5 separate regions of the Mus musculus genome follow, and all the other regions are linked to region 5. A link is a contact called in public HiChIP or PLAC-seq and promoter capture Hi-C data. All regions are on one chromosome and are shown on one strand. The core of a region is the stretch at or near the end of the contact, and the rest is flanking DNA. Distances in the headings are between cores, read along the strand shown.

The links. HiChIP or PLAC-seq counts read pairs in DNA pulled down with a chosen protein or histone mark. Capture Hi-C pulls out chosen DNA fragments and counts their contacts.
Region 1: a contact with region 5 is called in an H3K4me3 HiChIP or PLAC-seq map of embryonic basal ganglia, with 5 times the contacts expected there. The contact joins the promoter of 4932438H23Rik here to the promoter of Ifnar2 in region 5. A contact is called at or near these places in 19 of 39 promoter capture datasets (the 3T3-L1 cell line, 3T3-L1-derived adipocytes, the HPC-7 cell line and 14 more), 4 of 484 Hi-C or Micro-C datasets (the HPC-7 cell line, embryonic stem cells, female germline stem cells and 1 more), 29 of 115 datasets of contacts at active chromatin or transcription factors (the 230-238 cell line, the HPC-7 cell line, the NIH/3T3 cell line and 18 more) and 3 of 9 other capture datasets (adipose tissue, liver and pancreatic islet).
Region 2: a promoter capture Hi-C map of adipose tissue shows a contact between it and region 5. The contact joins the promoter of Cfap298 here to the promoter of Ifnar2 in region 5. A contact is called at or near these places in 4 of 39 promoter capture datasets (embryonic stem cells, frontonasal cranial neural crest, hippocampal neurons and 1 more), 3 of 115 datasets of contacts at active chromatin or transcription factors (embryonic forebrain, embryonic stem cells and memory CD8 T cells) and 1 of 9 other capture datasets (adipose tissue).
Region 3: an H3K4me3 HiChIP or PLAC-seq map of embryonic basal ganglia shows a contact between it and region 5, with 2.3 times the contacts expected there. The contact joins the enhancer-like site here to the promoter of Ifnar2 in region 5. A contact is called at or near these places in 10 of 39 promoter capture datasets (the C10 cell line, cranial neural crest, embryonic stem cells and 6 more), 3 of 484 Hi-C or Micro-C datasets (the HPC-7 cell line, embryonic stem cells and liver), 17 of 115 datasets of contacts at active chromatin or transcription factors (the HPC-7 cell line, the SCID.adh cell line, bone marrow-derived dendritic cells and 12 more) and 5 of 9 other capture datasets (adipose tissue, embryonic stem cells, embryonic trunk and 2 more).
Region 4: a contact with region 5 is called in an H3K4me3 HiChIP or PLAC-seq map of bone marrow-derived macrophages, with 3 times the contacts expected there. The contact joins the enhancer-like site here to the promoter of Ifnar2 in region 5. A contact is called at or near these places in 2 of 39 promoter capture datasets (hematopoietic stem and progenitor cells and liver), 6 of 115 datasets of contacts at active chromatin or transcription factors (the 230-238 cell line, bone marrow-derived dendritic cells, bone marrow-derived macrophages and 2 more) and 2 of 9 other capture datasets (liver and macrophages).

The regions. Positions count from the first base shown.
Region 1 is chr16:91,067,822-91,071,744 of GRCm38.p6, forward strand. It overlaps 4932438H23Rik (RIKEN cDNA 4932438H23 gene), which reads right to left and starts at 1,331. Exons shown (of 3, transcript NM_028905.4): 1 at 1,211-1,331.
Region 2 is chr16:90,933,356-90,937,163 of GRCm38.p6, forward strand. It overlaps Cfap298 (cilia and flagella associate protien 298), which reads right to left and starts at 1,494. Exons shown (of 7, transcript NM_026502.2): 1 at 1,227-1,494. The coding sequence starts at 1,365. Synj1 (synaptojanin 1) reads right to left here. Exons shown (of 32, transcript NM_001164483.1): 32 at 2,742-3,808.
Region 3 is chr16:91,097,420-91,101,262 of GRCm38.p6, forward strand. It overlaps a transcript of 4932438H23Rik not described here. Among named protein-coding and RNA genes, the nearest start is that of 4932438H23Rik, 30 kb to the left of the region's middle. Within about 2 kb of position 2,177, at least 18 of the 459 cell types and tissues checked have an H3K27ac peak or open chromatin away from gene starts, as enhancers often do. A contact at or near this core is called in embryonic basal ganglia, where this site is marked.
Region 4 is chr16:90,993,860-90,997,385 of GRCm38.p6, forward strand. It overlaps Synj1 (synaptojanin 1), which reads right to left. Exons shown (of 32, transcript NM_001164483.1): 3 at 82-168. Among named protein-coding and RNA genes, the nearest start is that of 4930404I05Rik, 16 kb to the right of the region's middle. Within about 2 kb of position 1,857, at least 149 of the 459 cell types and tissues checked have an H3K27ac peak or open chromatin away from gene starts, as enhancers often do. A contact at or near this core is called in bone marrow-derived dendritic cells, bone marrow-derived macrophages, extraembryonic endoderm stem cells and 3 more, where this site is marked.
Region 5 is chr16:91,371,385-91,374,956 of GRCm38.p6, forward strand. It overlaps Ifnar2 (interferon (alpha and beta) receptor 2), which reads left to right and starts at 1,399. Exons shown (of 9, transcript NM_010509.2): 1 at 1,399-1,690. It overlaps Gm36587 (a long non-coding RNA gene), which reads right to left. Exons shown (of 4, transcript XR_876244.2): 1 at 2,206-3,572.

The DNA.
Region 1 (3,923 bases), core at 81-2,580, 300 kb before region 5:
TAGAAGAGAAGCTAATGGAAGCTGAGTGTGGCTTCAGTTAGCACAGGTGTGAGAAGTGATAGGAAAACTAGCCAGAGAGAGCCCCAGGAGTCCCTAACCAAACTGGGCAGTTACCTGTCCTTCTTCTGAACACGGAGAAGCTGACGATGAGAGAAACTTTCAAGTTTTCCCCTGGAGCGACCTGGAATTCAGGGAGGTGGTTTACTCCCTGGTATTTGAACCTGTGGCTTTGCTTAGCTGTGGCTGCCAGCTAGACAGCTTCTCCCAAGTCACACTGACTCCTGTCCCCTTACTTGTCTCTTAAAGGCACAGGCACCCGCCACTGGGTGCCAGATTCTCAACCCTGATCATATGCCAGTTTTAAGCAATGAAAAACTGGTGTGAGAAAGTTGGAAACCACGAGATAGCTGTTGAAAAGCACCAATTTCCATAAACACGTTACAGAAACTATTAGTCTCTGAAACTGCCCTATTTCTGTCAGAAATAAAAATGAAAAAAATTGTTTCCCCTCCAAACATATTGCATTATTCATTCTAAAAAAAAAAAGTTAAAAACTTAAGAATCACTTTTTTCACAACATGCAGTTTGCAAACAATAAAAGTCTGGCTTTTTAGTATTTTATAAGGTCTTTTCCCCCATAAATGCCTTTTAATCTTATTTAAGAAGTTTACTGTTTGTTCTTTAGTTCGAGTTTTCTGAGGAGGAAATGCTATGACGACTGGCATGAGCTGTAAGACACCTCTGAAGGATAAAGCAAGGCCCCCAGACATCACATCGTAGGCAGTGCTACTTCAGAGGCCTTGATTTTCTTTGCCACTCACTACGGAAAGAGCCAGGGTCTGGGGCTGCATGATCGTTATTAGGTATTAAAGATGAGCAGAAGAGCTTAAACAAACTCTTAAAAATAGAAACAAGTTCAGATCCCTATCTGTGTAGGGTCTAAATGAAAAGACCATTCCACTCCTTGCTTAGTGCCCTAAAAAGTGTTTCCTTTGCAAGACAGAGAATGGTAGTAAGCTATCCAGTTGCGTAGAAGCCCAAAGGGTGTTTGGTGGCACCCACCACCTTTACAGTGACATATTCCAGGGATGCGGCAGTTCCAGGAAGTTACCCTGATAGAGCCCCTCCAGTCGTCCCCAGACTTTCTGGCCGTACAGCAGAAGTCTGTTGAGCTGACAGGCGTTTTAAACAGAGCAGGGGCGCTACTTACATTTTGCGGCCCCACGGCAGGGCCTTGCCTGTCCAATCTGCAGACCTTGGAGCTCTTCCCTGGCCACTGCGCCTTCACCCTGGCTTGACAGCTGCTTTAATCTGCAAGCCGGGTGGAATGCGTGGTCTCGTGGTCTCTCACTTACTGTTCTTTTCTGTTTGGCCTGGTGGTTTCCATGGCAGCCAGAAGGAAGCTGACTGGCCTACCAGTTTTATTAACCAGTAGGAGAGAACCTGTCTCTTTGGGGCTGTTAAGCCGGGAAATTTTCAGAAGAAACGGGGAGTCTACTGCTGCTGTAGACTGACCACAAAGGAGAGGCGTAAATGGAAGAGATTCTACTGCAGCCGGAAGTTGCATGGATTGACTGTGGACTGCGGAGACGCCTGGACGACACTTTTACATCCACGATTTGTTCCACTCTCTTAGGCCTGATGAATTTTTACTTACGGTTGGTAAGTGCCTCAGATGGTGCAAAAACCATTCGACTGTGATTGCTCCAAAGAGAACATGAATTCATTTCTCTTTCTGGGACGTAGCCCCAGTCTCTCCCCTCTCATGAACTCATTTTTAAATGCTAGAAGCCAGAAAGTAAGTAAACATGTAAAAAAAAAAAAATCTGTGTTCATTCAGTGGTGGCTTAGTCTATTTGGGGCTGCTACAAAATGTCCTAAACTGGATGGCTTAGAAACATTTCTTAGGCCGGGCAGTTGTGGAGCACGCCTTTAGTCCCAGCACTTGGGAGGCAGAGGCAAGTGGATTTCTGAGTTCGAGGCCAGCCTGGTCTACAGAGTGAGTTCTAGGACAGCCAGGGCTATACAGAGAAACCCTGTCTCAAAAAACCAAAACCAAAAAAACCCAAACAAAACTAAACCATTTCTTAGTCTTTTGGAGACAGGGAAATCTAAGACTCTAGTCTTATATTCAATATCAGATGAGGAAGGGGCACTTCCTGGCTCATAGATGACCCCTTCCAGGGATGTCCTCACAACCCTTCCAGGAATGTCCCAGCCCCTTCTATGACTCCCAATTTCATTCATGAAGGTTCCAATCTTGTGACCTAAAATCCAGTCTTTAATGACTAATGAAGGCTGGATAGAGGAGGGTCTCACTAATGTGATACATTACGGGACCAGAGAAATGGATATAGAGTCACCTGAATATGGGATAACACTACCCACCCACCCACCCACCTATCTACCCACTGGTCCTTACCACACACAAGCACTGTGCCAGAAGGCTTGAAGGACACAGAGGTAAACAGGAGTGATTGTGGAAAACCATGTAAAGGAAGGAACAAAACCAATAGACACACATCTTAGCAATGGTGGGGCCACCTTTCTCCAGGGAGGCTGAAGTTTTTTTGATCAGGGTCCCTAAAGGATGCCCAGGAGTGGAGTGAGTCAGACACAGGAAAACAGTCCAATGACACCTTATTGAGTGGTCATTAACCAATGGTGTATGAAAGGGGGTGAAAAAAATACTTCATCTCCTTGTGAGGGCTGTGGCACCCACGTGGAGGTCAGCAAAAACCTCAGATGGATGTTGTCTTTACCTTCCACATGAGCCTCCCCCTCTTCCTCCCTCCCCAATTCCTTCCCTCCTCCCTTCTCCTCCTCTCTCTTCCTCCCTCCCTCCTTCCTGCTGTGTGCACCTGTAGTTTTGCCTCATCCTTCTGTAGGGGCACTGGCATCATAGGTGTCTGAATCCCCCCAGGCTTTAGGTGGGCTCCGGGGTACTGAACCCAGGCTCACGCTCACATGACAATCACTATCCCTTCTTTTCTTCTTCTTCTTCTCTTTCTCCTTCTCTTTCTCCTTCTCTTTCCCCTTCTCTTTCTCCTTCTCCCCCTCCCCCTTCCCTCTCCCTCCTCCTCCTCCTCCTCCTCCTCCTTCTTCCTCAGTCTGACAATGTTCTCACACGTCCCAGGGAATCCACAACTCAGACAACTAAGCAGACTACTAGAGCAAAGGTTCAGAGGCAGCAGAGTCCCAGAAGAGCCTAGTGAGTGGCTCTGAAAGCCAGTGAATCAGAGTTAAGACAAAGGGACTTGATGGTTTACTCTTGGTTTGTAATCCTGTTGAAGGTAGTTTCCTCCCAACTGAAACGCCTCCCTCAGGAGGGAGGGGAGACTTGGGAGGCAAAGGGAAGGCCATGCATCTGGAGGAACAGGAACTGGGAAGACGCTCCAGGGCACCCCCCCCCCCCAGCAGTACTGAAGCAGTCAACCACCGGGGAGCAACTGGCCGGCCTGGGAAGCTGCTGTAAGCTGTGCAGAGCTTCGGCTCCAGCTTTCATACCCAATGTGCTGGGCCGGGCTTTTCTGTGATGCAGGTCCTTTCCTGCTACCCCTGTGCCTTAGAAGCATCCCTCACCTCCATTCCTGTCAGTAACCCCAATAAAAACTTACCTGTTCGCCATTTGGATACCAGGGTAATTGTTACTTTGTGGGTTACTGTTGTGGGTTCTCTTTCTGGAGTAAGTAGTCAGGTGAGAAGTATAACTTTCCATGAAGTCTGTCACACAAATCTCAGCAAAGAAAACACACACTATTTATACAAGCATAGTGGAGCATCAGCTCTTTAGACATATTTGAAAACTTTATGAAAACTTCATTTACTCCTCCTGACTCTCAGTATGGGAGCTATGGTGGTGGGATTCACAAGGCTGAGACCTCAGCTGGTGGAATGTTTCCCCAATCCCCCAATCCCCCAAT
Region 2 (3,808 bases), core at 244-2,743, 440 kb before region 5:
TCTGAAAGTTGGAATTTGTTTTATATTGAGATATCCATATTAATAAGGTCTTGGGGATAAACAAAAAGGAGAGGGTTATGGTTTCATGGTGATATGTCGATTGGTGTTGACAAGGAAGCAATTGGTTCTGCTTGGCTTTTGTTGACCTGGCATGAACATAGACGTATCTAGGAAGAAGGAACCTCAACTGAGAAAATGTCTATTTCAGACTGTTTGTAGGCAAGTCTGTAGGTAAGGCATTTTCTCAATGACAGTAAGGGGGGGGGGGGTAGCACTCTCCGGGTGGTATCACCCCTAGGCAAGTGGTCCTGGGTGGTATGAGAAAGCAGGCTGAGCAAGTCGTGAGGCGCAGGCCAGGGGCAGTGATCCTCCATGGTATTTGCTTCAGTGCCTACCTCTGTGTAGATTCACCCATGCAATTCTTGTTTTTTTTTTTTTTTTTTTTTTTTTTTTGAGACAGGGTTTCTCTGTATAGCCCTGGCTGTCCTGGAACTCACTTTGTAGACCAGGCTGGCCTCGAACTCAGAAATCCGCCTCTCTCTGCCTCCCAAGTGCTGGGATTAAAGGCGTGCGCCACCACCGCCTGGCTCACCCATGCAGTTCTTACATGCTGCCCCACACTTTCGGTTTATGATGTTAAAGACCCGGAGGTTCCCCCCACCCCCTAAATGTTTTACTTTTAATATGTCATTTAATATTGAGCCTTCTTTGAAAGCAGTTAAGTTTGATTATATATATAAAACGGGTCTTAAGGCGTTCTCTATAATGTAAAAATCATGTGTTTCCTAGGAGACAGAAAACAACACCAAGGCTCTCCCGGTGAGAACTTTCATGGGCGGCTTCAAAGCGAAGAGACTCAAGGGCCAGGGCTTTTAGCGTCTCAAACTGTCCCCCTTCCCTGCAGCCACCACTCACTCCACCCTCACCCTTGACAACTCCCACCGTCCCCGATCCCTCAGCTCCGTCCCGCCACCTTTCGACCCAGTACGTTCGCACTTCCCGGAAGCCCAAATCCCGGCTTAGCTCAGCCTCACTTGGCATCCCGGCTGCTCTCCTCCGAGTCGGCGGTTGGCTGGCGAGCCTGGGTTTCCTCCAGCCGTTGGTCTTTCATCCCCGGTCAACCCTGATGCTCCTTTCCCACCCCGGGCTACGGCAAATCTCCCCAAATCCTCGCGACCCCGGGCGCTGCCCCCTGACCCCGAAGCCGCCGGCCTCCCTTTCCGCACCTGAGCAGAGCCGGTGCACCTTCAGCCGCCCGTTGTAGACGCGGGCCACCTGCGCCGTGAGCTCTTCCAGCTCCGTGCTCCCGGGCGCCTGCAGTAAGAACTGGCTCTCGTCGCCTCTCTTCACGTGCAGCACAACCATGGCTGCGCCAGAGGCGCCGCCGAGGTGGCAAGGCTGCGGGGCAGGGACCACGAGGCCCGAGCCGGGTCGGCCGGACCCACACCAGCCTGAGATTAACCGCTGCTCCGAGGAGGAACCGTGGAACGCGGCTCACGCTTCAGCCCGGAGGGATGAAGAAAACGGCGCACGCTCGCGGAAGTGGCTGTTGCCAGGGGCAACAGTCAAACATTGAGCTCGTGCCCAGTTAGAACTCGCGCCTGGAAGGCCGGAGGCGCTGAAGAACAGGTTGTGCGGGCCGCACAGTCGCCGCTCCCGGAAGTAGCTGTTGCCCGGGCAACCAAAACCCAAACTAACAGCTAGAGGCCTGTGCGGACGGTCCGGGGACTCGGGAGATGTCCGCTGGAGGAGCATGGCGACTCCTGGATTAAGAATGAGAGCGAGCGCTGGGCACTATGGGAGCATAGCCGCCGCCAAACTCAGACTGGTTTCGCGCAGGCACGGATCGCTTCCGGAAATGCCTTCTGCTTTGGGTCTCCGGTCAAAAAGTGGGGAGCGCTGCTGCTGTGCAGAGCTCATTTAGTTCCACAGCTGTCTATCGCCCGTCCCATGGAGTCTCGGTCCCCCACAATCTCAGATAGGGCAAGCGGGCGCAGCGCTGTTCTTCCAGGGCGCTCAGACACAGCTGAGGATCCCATTTTAGTGTTATAAAGAGAAAACAAATGGATGGAAGAAAATCAAATAGAGGAGTAAAGAAAATTAGCAAAGAAAATTAACCTGTGCTTTGAAATGATCTCAAACTCATAGTTTCGCTAAATGGTGAGGGTTTTTTGTTTGTTTGTGGTGATGGCACATTAAATTTTTTACTTGCCAATGGAAATTCCTGGAAAGAAGCTGTGTAATAAAAACAGCAGTGATGTGGAGAGGCTGTGAATCTGCGGGTCCAGACTGATTACCTTGTCTCTGTTAGCTATAGCTCCTAGAACAGACGTCCATTGCCCTCCTATGGGTCAGAAATAACTTGCATATAGGCTCTGAAATCTATAAACGTAGCTTTCACTAACCCAAAAGTTAAGAATATCGTCAAATAGCATCTGGTAACTAAAGAAAAACTTCGTCTTACTGTATATGCCTCTCTGGCATTTCCACCAATGTATTTTAAACTTGCCATGACTTACGACTTTGTCTTAGAGAGCTACAAAACTTTGTGAACATGGAATTTGGGGTAACCCAAATCTGTCATGGTCATTCATTCAAATTTGGCTTCAGAATAAACTACCTCTTATTCCCTGCATGTATTATGTGCACACACACACACACACACACACACACGAATGTGGGAGTGCACACATGCATAGAGAGAAAAAAAAACCTCTTCCCTTTTGAGTAAAGAAGTCAGCTGGTGATAAAGACATATTTATTTCATATGACAGCACATCTCACAAGATATGTACAGAATGTATACCAGCAACTTTAATACTGTACTTCTATAAAGTATATAGTTATAAATACTGTATGCCACATAAGCGATAAACCTCTTACATACATATAAACAGCAATCTACTAGAGAGAACAGAGACTCACAGAGATTCTTAGTGTCTGTTTTCTGCTTTGACCAGACCTGGCAAATACACACGATGTCGAGTTCTTTGTAGCAAACTTTAACTTGCTTTGTGCGTTTCAGCAGCTACCAGACTTCCTGACAAGGCAGAGCTATTGCTCTGCAGACATTACAGTGGTTCACACCTGAGGGAGTCACTGCTCAGGGCTGCGATCCACACTGCTTCAGTTTTCTAAAGTGGATTAGCTTGCTAATGGGGAGTGGATACCATACACACTACTCACACAGATGTTACAGCCACAATCTCAACAAGTTAATTCACATTTTGAAGCACACTGCTCTAGTAATACTGCAGTTTAAAAGCTACTACTGTTGAAATGATTAGAACCCCAACAAGCACGATCTAAAACTCACAAGAGTTATTGCTAACAGCGAGTGATGGCTGCAGCAGAGTTACTTCTATAAACACAGGATTGTGATAACACTGAGCATTTGCAAAGGTGCTCTGTCCTAACAGATCTGCTCTAGGAGAGAAGTGCGATGCAGCCTGCTGTGCTTTTACACGGAGGTGAGGGCAGCCATACGTCCTTTCTAATCTTACAATACACATCTTTAAAGGTTCAGGTAGGTAGATGTAGGAACGTGGGTGTAAGCACATAACTCTCTTTTTATATAAAGAGAACATTAAGTCTTAATGGGTAAGGATGTTTTAACTTCAGCTGACTGACAACCAACTGACCAAACAATAGCTTAGGGAGTTTTCTGACTGGCTTAACTAATGATATCAAAATACTATGTTTTTGTTGTTTTGTTTTTTTTTTGTTTGTTTGTTTTTTGTTTTTGTTTTTTTGTAAAAATTCCATGTATTTTTTCCCACAAAATTAATAAACGTAAGATCAGTTGCAT
Region 3 (3,843 bases), core at 927-3,426, 270 kb before region 5:
AGAGGGCCAAATTGCATCAGTGTTTGGGCTTAAATTGATACCAAAAAATAGTTCACCCCAGGTGTGTTCCCCAAGCCGGTTGCTTGTTTGCTGAGCTTCGGCTACAGTAGGTCCCAAAGCTGCCTAGGATGTCAGGGTTATGAGTTGATTAAGGTCATTTAAATTGACTAAGCGCTAAGCCTAGCTGTCATTTCAGCCTAGTGGCAAAGGTTGTGAGTGTGCACCAACCTAGTAGATTCTACCCCCAGAAGCAACCAGGACACTAGGTTACAACAAAGTGAAGCAGGTAGAGACTCATAATATATTGTGAGCTTGAAATGAAAGAGCTTCCTCTCCAAGACACATGTTTTCCTTTAAAAACATCCATGTTATTCAAAACAGGAAGTAAAAGCTCCCCTTTCTTTGACCATGACATATCTCTTCATGCTGGTATTTCCAACTCAGTGTGAGTTGAGTGTCTTAAAATTGTATTTCTTTTAAAAACACCCACGGACACCATAGTAGTTGGAATTAGAAATGGTCCCCCCATAGACTTGAGCAATTGAACATTTGCTCATCCCCCAGTTGGTTGTGCGGTTCGGGGAGGTTTTAGGTGACACAACCTTGCTGGAGGAAGTACGTCCCTGGGGGCGGGCTCTGAGATTGAAAGTCTCCACCACTTCCGGTTCCTTCTCCCTGCCTTGTGCCTAAGTATTCAAGACCTGAACTCTCAGCATCCAGTTACTGAGGCCGTGCCTGCTCTTTGCCGCCACTCCTTCCCACCACAAGACTCTAGTAGGTACACTTTATGAAGGATGAAATACGACGAAACCGTATGATGCTAGCAGAGGCAAGCCAATGAGTCAAGGTAGAAGTCAGTGTCCCCCGGCAACTAGAGGAACGGCAGTGTCGGTTGTCAGATTTTCTGGCTCGAGGAAGGGTCAGGGAAATTTTGGGTCATTGGGTCACACCATCCGGAAGATCCCCGTATCCACCAGGAAGCCCATCAGGTACCATGTAAAATCAGTTCCCAGGGAGGCACCATGCCAATAACAGTTGTTACTACAGGGCAATTGGTAAGATATCAATTGCTGTGACTTTCACCCTTTAAGAATCGATTTTTTAAAAATACATTAAAAAGCAGATCCCGCCCTGCTTTCTAACAACAACGACTACAACAACAACTTTTGTTTCCGGGTGCCCTTGGGCTGCAATGGTTCTATTCCCTTTTGGGTAGAGATAAGAAGGGGACGATGAATCTGACGCTTCTTCCCCCTGGGCTGGTGACAATTGGGTGACCAGAAGTCACAAAGGACTACCCACTAATGGAAGATGGAAAGTGCCCTATGGTAGGCTCCAAGTCCTGCAGGGAGGTTGCTGAAGCCATCTTATTTGGGGGACACTTTGAGATGGTGAGAGGAGGGGAGTAATAGTGCCTTTGCTGTCCGACCTCGTCCCTCATCCCAGTGGGGGCGGGGCGGGTGTTGTGAGGATCGCTATTCACTAATTACACCTTGGTGAGCACCAAGCTCCTTGGAGGGCAGAGAAGCCACATCAATACAAAATAGCAACCAAACAGTGCTCCTGATGCAGCCTAATGACTCTTCTCTGGGCCTCCAGACCTGTGCTTCTGTGCATCACAGACCACATGGTTCCATCTCAACTTATGCTGGTGCCATCACCTGGTTCCTTCACAAAGCCTCCCCAGCATCCACCCCTGATTGCTAGAAAAACTACTGCCCCTCTCAACAGATCTTTTAACCACAGCAGTTATTCCTGTCTTCAGTTTTAAACCTACCCTCAGTCACCTCTGCTCCTTTGAGACGAGGGACAATGGATTTGCCAGCATCCGGCATCTTTTCAGTGGGGGGAATGAGAGTGTATCCTCCACCGTGATTGTTCTGCCAGGATGGGGTAGGGGAAGAGAAATGGGAGGTAATGGGTCCTTTTCCTGTCCTCCCCGATCCTTCCAAGGCTTCAAGCCCCACGTCCTGGCCTTACTTTTAACAACGGCAGGGGAGCCCACAGAGAAAGGCAGTCACTTTCACGAGACAGTGTTTGCGAACGTAAACGGCCTCCCTGTGTGGATTTAGGAGGTTTCAGAGGAGCCTGACAGGCAGCTTGCACAGTGCCAAGCTAACTACTTCTGAAAGGGGGCCATATGCTGCCCTTACAGCACCCCTTTGGTGCTTAATTTGATGAAACAATGCACCGTAATCAGCCATGAGGACAGCAGCCGTGGTAGATGGAGGGCGACTCACGTGGTCCAGCCCCGAGTTCACCATGCTAATCCCATTACTCGCCTGAGTTGGCTTGTTTTGGGCTACCTTAAAAAAAAGTTATTTCTCTATTGGTCAAACTGCCGTGAGGTCTGGAAGATTTAATGTATCATAAGACTCATTAAATAACCAGCCTGGCAGCACCCACTGCTGGGCAGAATGCTGGCATATGGAGGAATCCTGGCCGAAGAATTGATATTCACTCACACAAACACCACTCAGCTGAGGCCTCAAGGGACAAGGCTGGTGTGTCCGGAGAAGTGTAAAGTGTGTTGGAAGCCAGTGTCGCTCACTCTTTAATGGATACGTAAGTCAAGAGACCTTACTAAAATTCAAATTCTGGTTCCTTCAGTCTAGGGAGTGGGGGCACAGACCCGATATGTTGCTAACCAGGTGACACTGAGGCCACTGGTCTATACAAGTTTCACATTTGAGATAGGCGAGCACTAGACAAACCTGAGAGCAGCCAATAACAGCATCTAACACTTCTTAAGTAGGAACAAACCACTATGTTGTCGAAACTGTACCTGTGTTTTACACGTTCATCTGTTTAACCCCTACCTTCAAATTCAGGAAGGAAGAAGACAGCTATGTACAAAGTAAGGATTGAGAGAAGTCCTGCAGCCTACAAGAAGTAATTAAACTTCAAATCCACGTCCTTTCCGTTGTTCTGATGGCTATTTGTAAATGTCAACTTGCGTGACATAGAATCTACCAAGAGAGGGGTTGTCTAGATTAGGTTGGACTCTGGGCACATCTTGGGGAAATGTTTTGTTTGTTAACTGATGTTGGCGGACACAGCCGATTGTGGGCGGCACTTTTTCCTTAGGTAGGGAGTCCTGAACTGTATAGGACAGGGAAATGCTAGATAAAGCAAGCAGGAAGCACAAGTACATTTTCTTCCCTCTGACATTAACTTGGATGTGTGCATAGCTGCTTTGAGTCCCTGCCTTGATTTCTCCTCAGTAAAGAGAGGCAGCCTGGAACGGAAAGCAGAGATAAACCCCTCCCCTCCCCCAAGTCACATTTGGTCAGGATAATTCACCACAGCAGCAGACATGAAACTACAACAGCTGCTTGGTTCTTTTCTCCTGCTGCTTTTCAAAAAGTTTTGTACTGGTACCTATTTATTCTACATGGCAGGAGGATTCATGATGACATCCTGGGCATGTGTGTGCATTCTCCTGGTTGTTTTCAGTACTACACCATAGTCCTTTCACCCAGCAGAACAGATCTCTGGCCCCATCATAATGAATGGGGGCTTCGGACACTTATTGGGCCAAATTACCACTCATCCCACGGACTCTAACTTCCTGTTTCTGTAGCCTTTTCTCTAGAAGATGAACTCAACCAAACTGGGATGTCGATGATAGCTGAAATTCAGAAGAAGTCATGAATCAAAGCAACGTGTAGTTGTTGCCATGATCTGAACCTCAACCCTATCTGGTCATATCTCAGCCCTTATGGCCCTTCATGCTAGAGGTGATCTGAATGAAACTCTTCTGTCTTCCCAGAGGGATAACAGCAAAGGGCAAGACAACTGAACACCTTCCAGAGGGTTCTGACCTCACAGCCTCCTGGAAGC
Region 4 (3,526 bases), core at 607-3,106, 380 kb before region 5:
ATACAGGTAGTCTCTCTCATCTTCAGAACTATAAAAACAGAAATGAAAAAGTAGATTAACCACACGGAATAACAGACTTACCAAGATTTAATCGTAAAACTCCCAAAAGTCCGTATGCATCCAGTACTTTGGCATATGTGCCTTTAATAGCCTCCTTTTCTGCAGATGCTGTTAAAAATAATAATTGAAAACATTAGAATCTATTTAGTTGTAATGCCAGACTTGAAACAAAGCTTCAAAATGGGATCGTTTTCCCCATTTATCTATCTATCTATTTTCTCTTTTTTCTCTCTCTGTCTTTAGACCAGCATGACTTGGTTTCCCCCTATGTCACTGGGTTATCTAGTCTCTGGTTCTTGACCACTCAAGCTGTGTCAGATCTGGGTTCACCTCGTGAAGTGAGCCTCGAGTCAAATCAGTTGTTGGTGGGTTACTTCTGCAAGCCCTGTGCCACCATTACCTTAGCATATCTTACAGGCTGGACACTGTTGTGAATAAAGGTTTTGTAGCTGGCTTGGTATTTACATTACCCTTGATAATGTGCAGAATACCTTTCTGTATCAAGGATGCTGGAACATAGGGATGAAGTCTCTGTGGGCACCAGCTCAGTATCTCCATGTTTGATATAGGTGACCTCTCCAAACACCAGTGTATTATATTAGGTATTCTGTCCAACTAGTAGAAGAACTTTCTTGCTGGAGTTACAGAATTCTGCCCATCTAAGGAGTCTGTCTTCTTGTTGATAGCCTGTTTTACTCACTCGTTTATCCTGGACACAGAAGCTGAATAAACTGGTAAATGCTGCAAGCCACTGCTTGACCACACGGTTTAGCATGGCAGTGGGGCAGTCTTTACTGACCTTCCTCTCACTTCCTTTGCTCTAAGCTGAGGCAAACTTGCTAATGAGCTCAAGCCAGGCAATAATTTCCCTAGAGCAGGCTACTATGGTTAGTCTACTGATAAAAAAATAAAATAAAATAAAAGACAACAACAACAAAAATCCCGGATGTTTAAAGGCAGAACCTTCCTAGCACTTAGCAGATCCACATTTAAGATACAACAAAGAACCAAGGAACATAAACCACATCTGGTATTTCAAAGAATTTCAAATAGCACATTCTGAAGTGTGAAATTCAAACTTAGCCACTGCCCTCCGTTCCCTGTCCCACCTCTCCCCAGCTCGAGGAGGCTTGCTAGGTCACAGGATTCCCTGTCCTCATCACACTTAGCCTTCTCCCTCCCCTCTGTCCACACCACAACCACAGAACCCTTGGCAGGGCTCCTGTATGCTGCTCTAGGAAAGCAAGTAAGCAGATTGCTCTGACCTCCCATTTCCTGTCTATCTTCTCTGCAGACACAGGCTCTTCTCAATCTACATCTTATCCAAGATTCCTTGCCAATTCCTTGGATTCCAGACTCTTATCTTAAAGCTCTTCCCCAGAGTTCCACATAGTATCTCACTTCCCCATCTGCCTCTCTCCACCCTGTCTACTCAAGCTTCTCCTCCGCGGCTCACTTTGGCCAGCCGGGGACTTATGGTCAGTTAGCTGGCAGCACAGGCTAAAGCTAAATGACTCAACTAACACCATCACATTCTCTAATATGTTCATTATTAAGTGTGGGCCTTTCTGTAACCAGTATGAAACTAGAGTGGGGAAGACTTTTAGCATGCTAGGGGAATCGTGTCTTCTTTCACATATCTAGCCGTCCTAGCATTATATTGTTCTATGTGTTTATGGTCAATTCAAATTTAAAATTTACAACAAAAACTGAATTGTTTTCTAAAGGAAACTACAGCTGCCTTTCTTAAGTGCTGCACTTCCTCATTCAGCGTACCATGGGTGGGGCTGGGAGTGGGTCTCAATTTTTCATGGCAGAAAATGCGGTTTCCAGGTCAGACTGCTCTACGGAGTCCCTCAGGCTACATGCTGTGTGAATTTAAAATATTATTGCTGTCATTGGAATGAAGGAATTACTGATGTATTAGTGTCAGCAGCAATTAGGTTAAATTAGCAGTTAGCAAAAAATCACCATTAGGTTCAATGACCACAGCCAGCAAGAGTTAAAAAGAAAATGTAACTTAATATTAAGTAATTCTCTCCCCATATGAATAGTCTCTGTAACCTAAATTATCATGAAATAAATATTCTCTCCTCATAACTATTTTCTTCTCAATTGCACAACAAATAAACACTGTCTCTCAGGCCCAGTGACCATCCTTCTATTGCACCGTCATCTAGCTTAAACATGTAAGCATACACCAAGCCACTTAATTATTTGTATTTCAGAGTTATCTTCTGAGTTCTCTCTCTCTCTGACTAAAGCAGATGAGGTTACATTTTTTTTTTATTATTGTTTTTTTTTCTTTCTTTTTTTTTAAGATTTATTTATTATTATATGTAAGTACACTGTAGCTGTCTTCAGACACACCAGAAGAGGGAGTCAGATCTTGTTACGGATGGTTGTAAGCCACCATGTGGTTGCTGGGATTTGAACTCTGGACCTTCGGAAGAACAGTCAGGTGCTCTTACCCACTGAGCCATCTCACCAGCCCGAGGTTACATTTTTACTGCCATGAGTTTCTATTACCAGCAATTTAGAAATGGTCTTACAGCTACAGTATTAGTTCATCATCTCTGCGATGATTATGGCACTAACACAAGGCCAGGTGTTTATGTGCACTATTTAATTTTCACAGTACCCTAAGGACAAAGCTACACCTTCCATTTGACCTGAGGAAATTGGCTTAAGTCAGTTACTAATTGTCTAAGTCTAAGGAGCCAGCATTAGAGGGAACCTCTTTTCTGGGCACAGTGACTAATACTTTAATCCCAGCATTGGAGATGCAGAGGCAGGTGAACCTGGTCCCAGGGGTACAGTGTGGGACCCTGGAAGAGCTACCTACTTCCTGCTCTTGAACTTAGGGTAGGTTCCATTGCTACATGTTCAATGGTACTGAAAAATGTAGAGTATAAGCAACAAAGGAAATAATAATGAATGTTATTACTCCCTGAATATGCGTATAGACTAGAAGTTCCACAAGGAAAGGGGTGTTTATCTAGTCTCAAAGTCCTCAGAACAATCAGGAGGGAGAACAAAAGCCTGCAACACCTAGTAGACGATTACCTTTACCAGTAATCAAAGTGCATACCGATATTGACACATTAACAAGGCAGTTTAAAGCTGTCACCTGACTGACGAAAACAGCACAGCTTCTGAAATAGCTCTGTCAAAGGTGAGCAACAGCAGAAGCCCCACACAGCAAGGAGGGACAACATCCTATAAAACAACTGTTCTCCTAGGTCCTGAGGGTCAGAGACTAGAGCTCTAGAGTTGAGGAGATTAAGGCCTGCCTTTTAAATCAACTATACAGATCTGAATGGATCTTTCCATCATAGAAAGCATGGCTAGCTACTGGTAAGCGTGAAGAGGGCCTGAGCAGTGGCAGTGGCAGGACTGCTGTGCGCCCTTACGAGGAGAATGTCTAGGGAACACACAGCACAGTATCTGGGGACAATAAGGTCTC
Region 5 (3,572 bases), core at 149-2,648:
AATTCTGCCAGTGTGACATAAGTGGTGGAAACCTCTTCAGGTCAGCCCAGAAAGAGAGACTCAGCAACTGTCAGTCCTGGTAGATGAAACTGTTCTCTTAAACTGCATATGGTGGCTCTGGAATGGTGATTCTAGCATTTGGTGGGTAGGGCGGGGAGATCTTAAGTTTCAGGCCAGCTGGACACACAAAGAGATCTTGTCTTTAAAGAGGGGGAAAACACATACACACGCTTTTTAACGGAAAGAAAATCCCTTTACATAAACTGTGAACTACCTCCCCTTCTCTTCCCTCGGAGATCTGAAAGTGAGAATCCAGGCCCAGGTAGGCATCATTGCCACGCCTCCTCTTACAGACTTCCATTAGCATTTCCACCTTGGAACTTCCACCTTCATACTTAGACTGTGCATACGCTACAGAAAGCTCCCGCGTATTCCATTTCGGAAGACAAGGGATGTCAGTTCCTAAGTAGGTATGGAAAGATTGTTTCTCCTTACTCTAAAATCGTTTGGTCTTTAGCCGGGCGTGGTGGCGCACGCCTTTAATCCCAGCACTCGGGAGGCAGAGGCAGGCGGATTTCTGAGTTTTAGGCCAGCCTGGTCTACAGAGTGAGTTCCAGGACAGCCAGGGCTACACAGAGAAACCCTGTCTTGAAAAACCAAAAAAAGGGGCTGGTGAGATGGCTCAGTGGGTAAGAGCACCCGATTGCTCTTCCGAAGGTCCAGAGTTCAAATCCCAGCAACCACATGGTGGCTCACAACCACCCGTAACGAGATCTGACTCCCTCTTCTGGAGTGTCTGACTTACATATAATAATAAATAAATCCTTAAAAAAAAAAATCGTTTGGTCTTGAGAGAGGGCCCTGGGGAATAGTAAGCAAAGACCCAAGAAGAAGCAGGCAATGAGTTATGGTATTTATAATTTTTGTTTGTGTCCTGTGTGGAAAATTATAATCAGAGGAGCTTAAAAACAAGTAAGCACAAGATGAGAGAGGGAGAGAAGAGGGAGGACTGGGAGGGGAGGGGAAGAGAGGGAAGCATGATTGACAAGCGTTCTGACACTCAGTTCTGCCCAGACCCCTCTTCCTTTGTATTTTGAGTCAGGGTGTCCCTACATTGCCCAGGCTGGCCTTAATTTTGCTCTGTATCAGATAGGTATTGAATTCGAGATCCTCCTGCCAAGGCCTTCCTGGAAGAAGAGAGTACACACCCGCATCACTAGGCCAGGCACCCAACCCATTCGTATCCAGTTAGTTCTAGGGATCAGGCACTACCTAGTCCTCCAAGGAGGCAGCGATAAACACAACAACCCCGATCCGTTAACTCTGGCTCCCTGGACTGTACTTGAAGTGGGTGGGGTCGTAATGGATGCGAAAGTGCCCATTTGTCGCCGGCTCCGCCCGGGCCCCGCCTCTCGCCTCGTTCTCTGTTCACCGCTAACCCCGCGGCTGGGAACCCTTGGCCTCCGGGAGCCTGCGTGGTCTAGCCCTAGACCAGGGGAAACCAGGCTGCCAGCGGAGACTCTTCGGGTCGCGGGGCACCGGCCATCCCGCCGCCGTCCCTTTCGCCTGGCTCGGCTCCCGCCTGCCTCCACTGCTCGCCAGCCGCGCGCAGCTGCGCCTGATGCCCAGAGCAGCTCGGAGGTGGCCCCAGGACATCCCAGAGGGGGATTCACGAGACCCGGCGATTCAGGTACTGTACTGCGGGCATTACGGGGACATGAATGGGTGTCGCTCGCCTCGCGGACAGTAGGACTGGGCCGCCTCCCCGCTGCCAGTTCCCGGAATCCCCTTTTCAATTCTCCTCTTCGGGACTCCGCCTCTTCCTGCCTTTCTTCCGTGGAGAGTCTGAGGATTCTAGCTCCCCCGACCCACAAGCTGCGTATGGGGGGCCCTCGTGGCCCCCGCATGGGCGCCTTCCTTTCACCGTTCCTTTGGTGAACTCTGGGTTTTTGTGGGCTCTCTGCCTTCACTCCACCAGCGTCGCCTCACCGAGGGTGCATGGGGCACCTTAGCCCGAGCCATTGCCAGATCCTAGGGGGTCCACATTCCTTAGGATCCACTACGCCTTGCCAAGCTAGTTATCATCTCCAGCCTCTGGGTCCTGTTCTGCGTCCTGACACCCCTCCCCCTACACACACACACACACACACACACACACACACACACACACACACACACACACACACTGCGCGCCCTGAAACCTACCTAAGGTCCCAGGATCGTTTGTTCAAGCTCCTACGAGGTCACTGAAGGGGTTGTGGCCCGCAGAAGATGGGCAGGGATGGGATACAGGAAAGGCACTGAGTTTATTGGTAGCTTGCATTTCTATTCCAAGCCAGCCAATAGTGCATGCGGTAAACCGTTGGCCCCATTGACCCATTTATTTGGTTAACATGGCTCTACTGGAAAACTTTGACAACCTATGAACTTTTGTGTTTTAATGTTTGTTTTATGTCCCTGTTTTGTGTGACAGGAGATCTTAGGAAATAGCCCAAGTGTCATCTAAGAAAGGTGCTAAGATTGGGACCAGAGACTGAGTTTGCCCTACTGTCCCCTGTCCCTTGCCTGTCAGTCCTTCTGTGCAGCCTTGGGAGAGTAATGAGGTGGGGTCTGGTACTGGGGTAACAGAGGTCACACCAAATATGGCTTCATCGACTTCACCAACACACTAGCAATTTGGGGATCGTTAATGAGGTTCATCAGTGTGGCGCAGGAAGTGACTGTTGTTCAAAAGTGGCTTTTCAAATTTAAATCATAAAAAGAAAAACCCGGATGTGACTATTCTAAAGTTTTTTCCCCTGTATTTATTTGAACATTTAAAGAGAGCTGAAGTTGTAGTGCCCCTTCCTCGTAGTCTTGGATTTCCTGGCTTGGATTCTCAGGGCTGCAAGTTTTAGTTAAGTAGTTAATGTTGAGTTAAAGAGCTCTCTGAGGTTTGGTTTGAGTTACTCAACAATGTGTCTAAAATAAATCTAGGAAGACCATAGCCTAAGAGGTACTGTTTTAGAAGTGAAACTACTTTTTGTTGTTGTTGGGTTGGTGGTGGTAGTGGTGCAACCATATCAGATAAATGATAACAGTCGGCTGCGGAGCTACAGCCCCAGACCAGACGTAAAACATGCATACCTCCATCTACTGAGTAACCTGTAATCTCACTTAAAACTCAAGGGACTGAGGTGAAAGGATGTTGTGTTAGAGGCAGGAGTAAGCTGCTTGGTGAGATCTTATCTCAAACAAAGAAAAGAAAAAAAAATTAGACCACTCCCAAATTCCCAAATGAATATTCTACTACTCCTACCTGTCCACACCAAGCCTCAGTAGACTGATTTTCCTGTTACATCTCTAGACATTCACACTGTTGAAGATTCAGTGATACAAATATATTCTCTGATTACTGGCCTTCATATTTTAATCTAACCTGTCACCCAAATTAAAATGCACTGACCTTAAGAAGTTCTTGAAAACGGGCAACCAAGTGAGAAGAGTTGTTCATGCTGCCATTTCTGGTTCCAGAAACGTCTAAAGTGTATTCTATCATTCATGAAATCAGAGGTGCTGGCACAGAGCCTGTG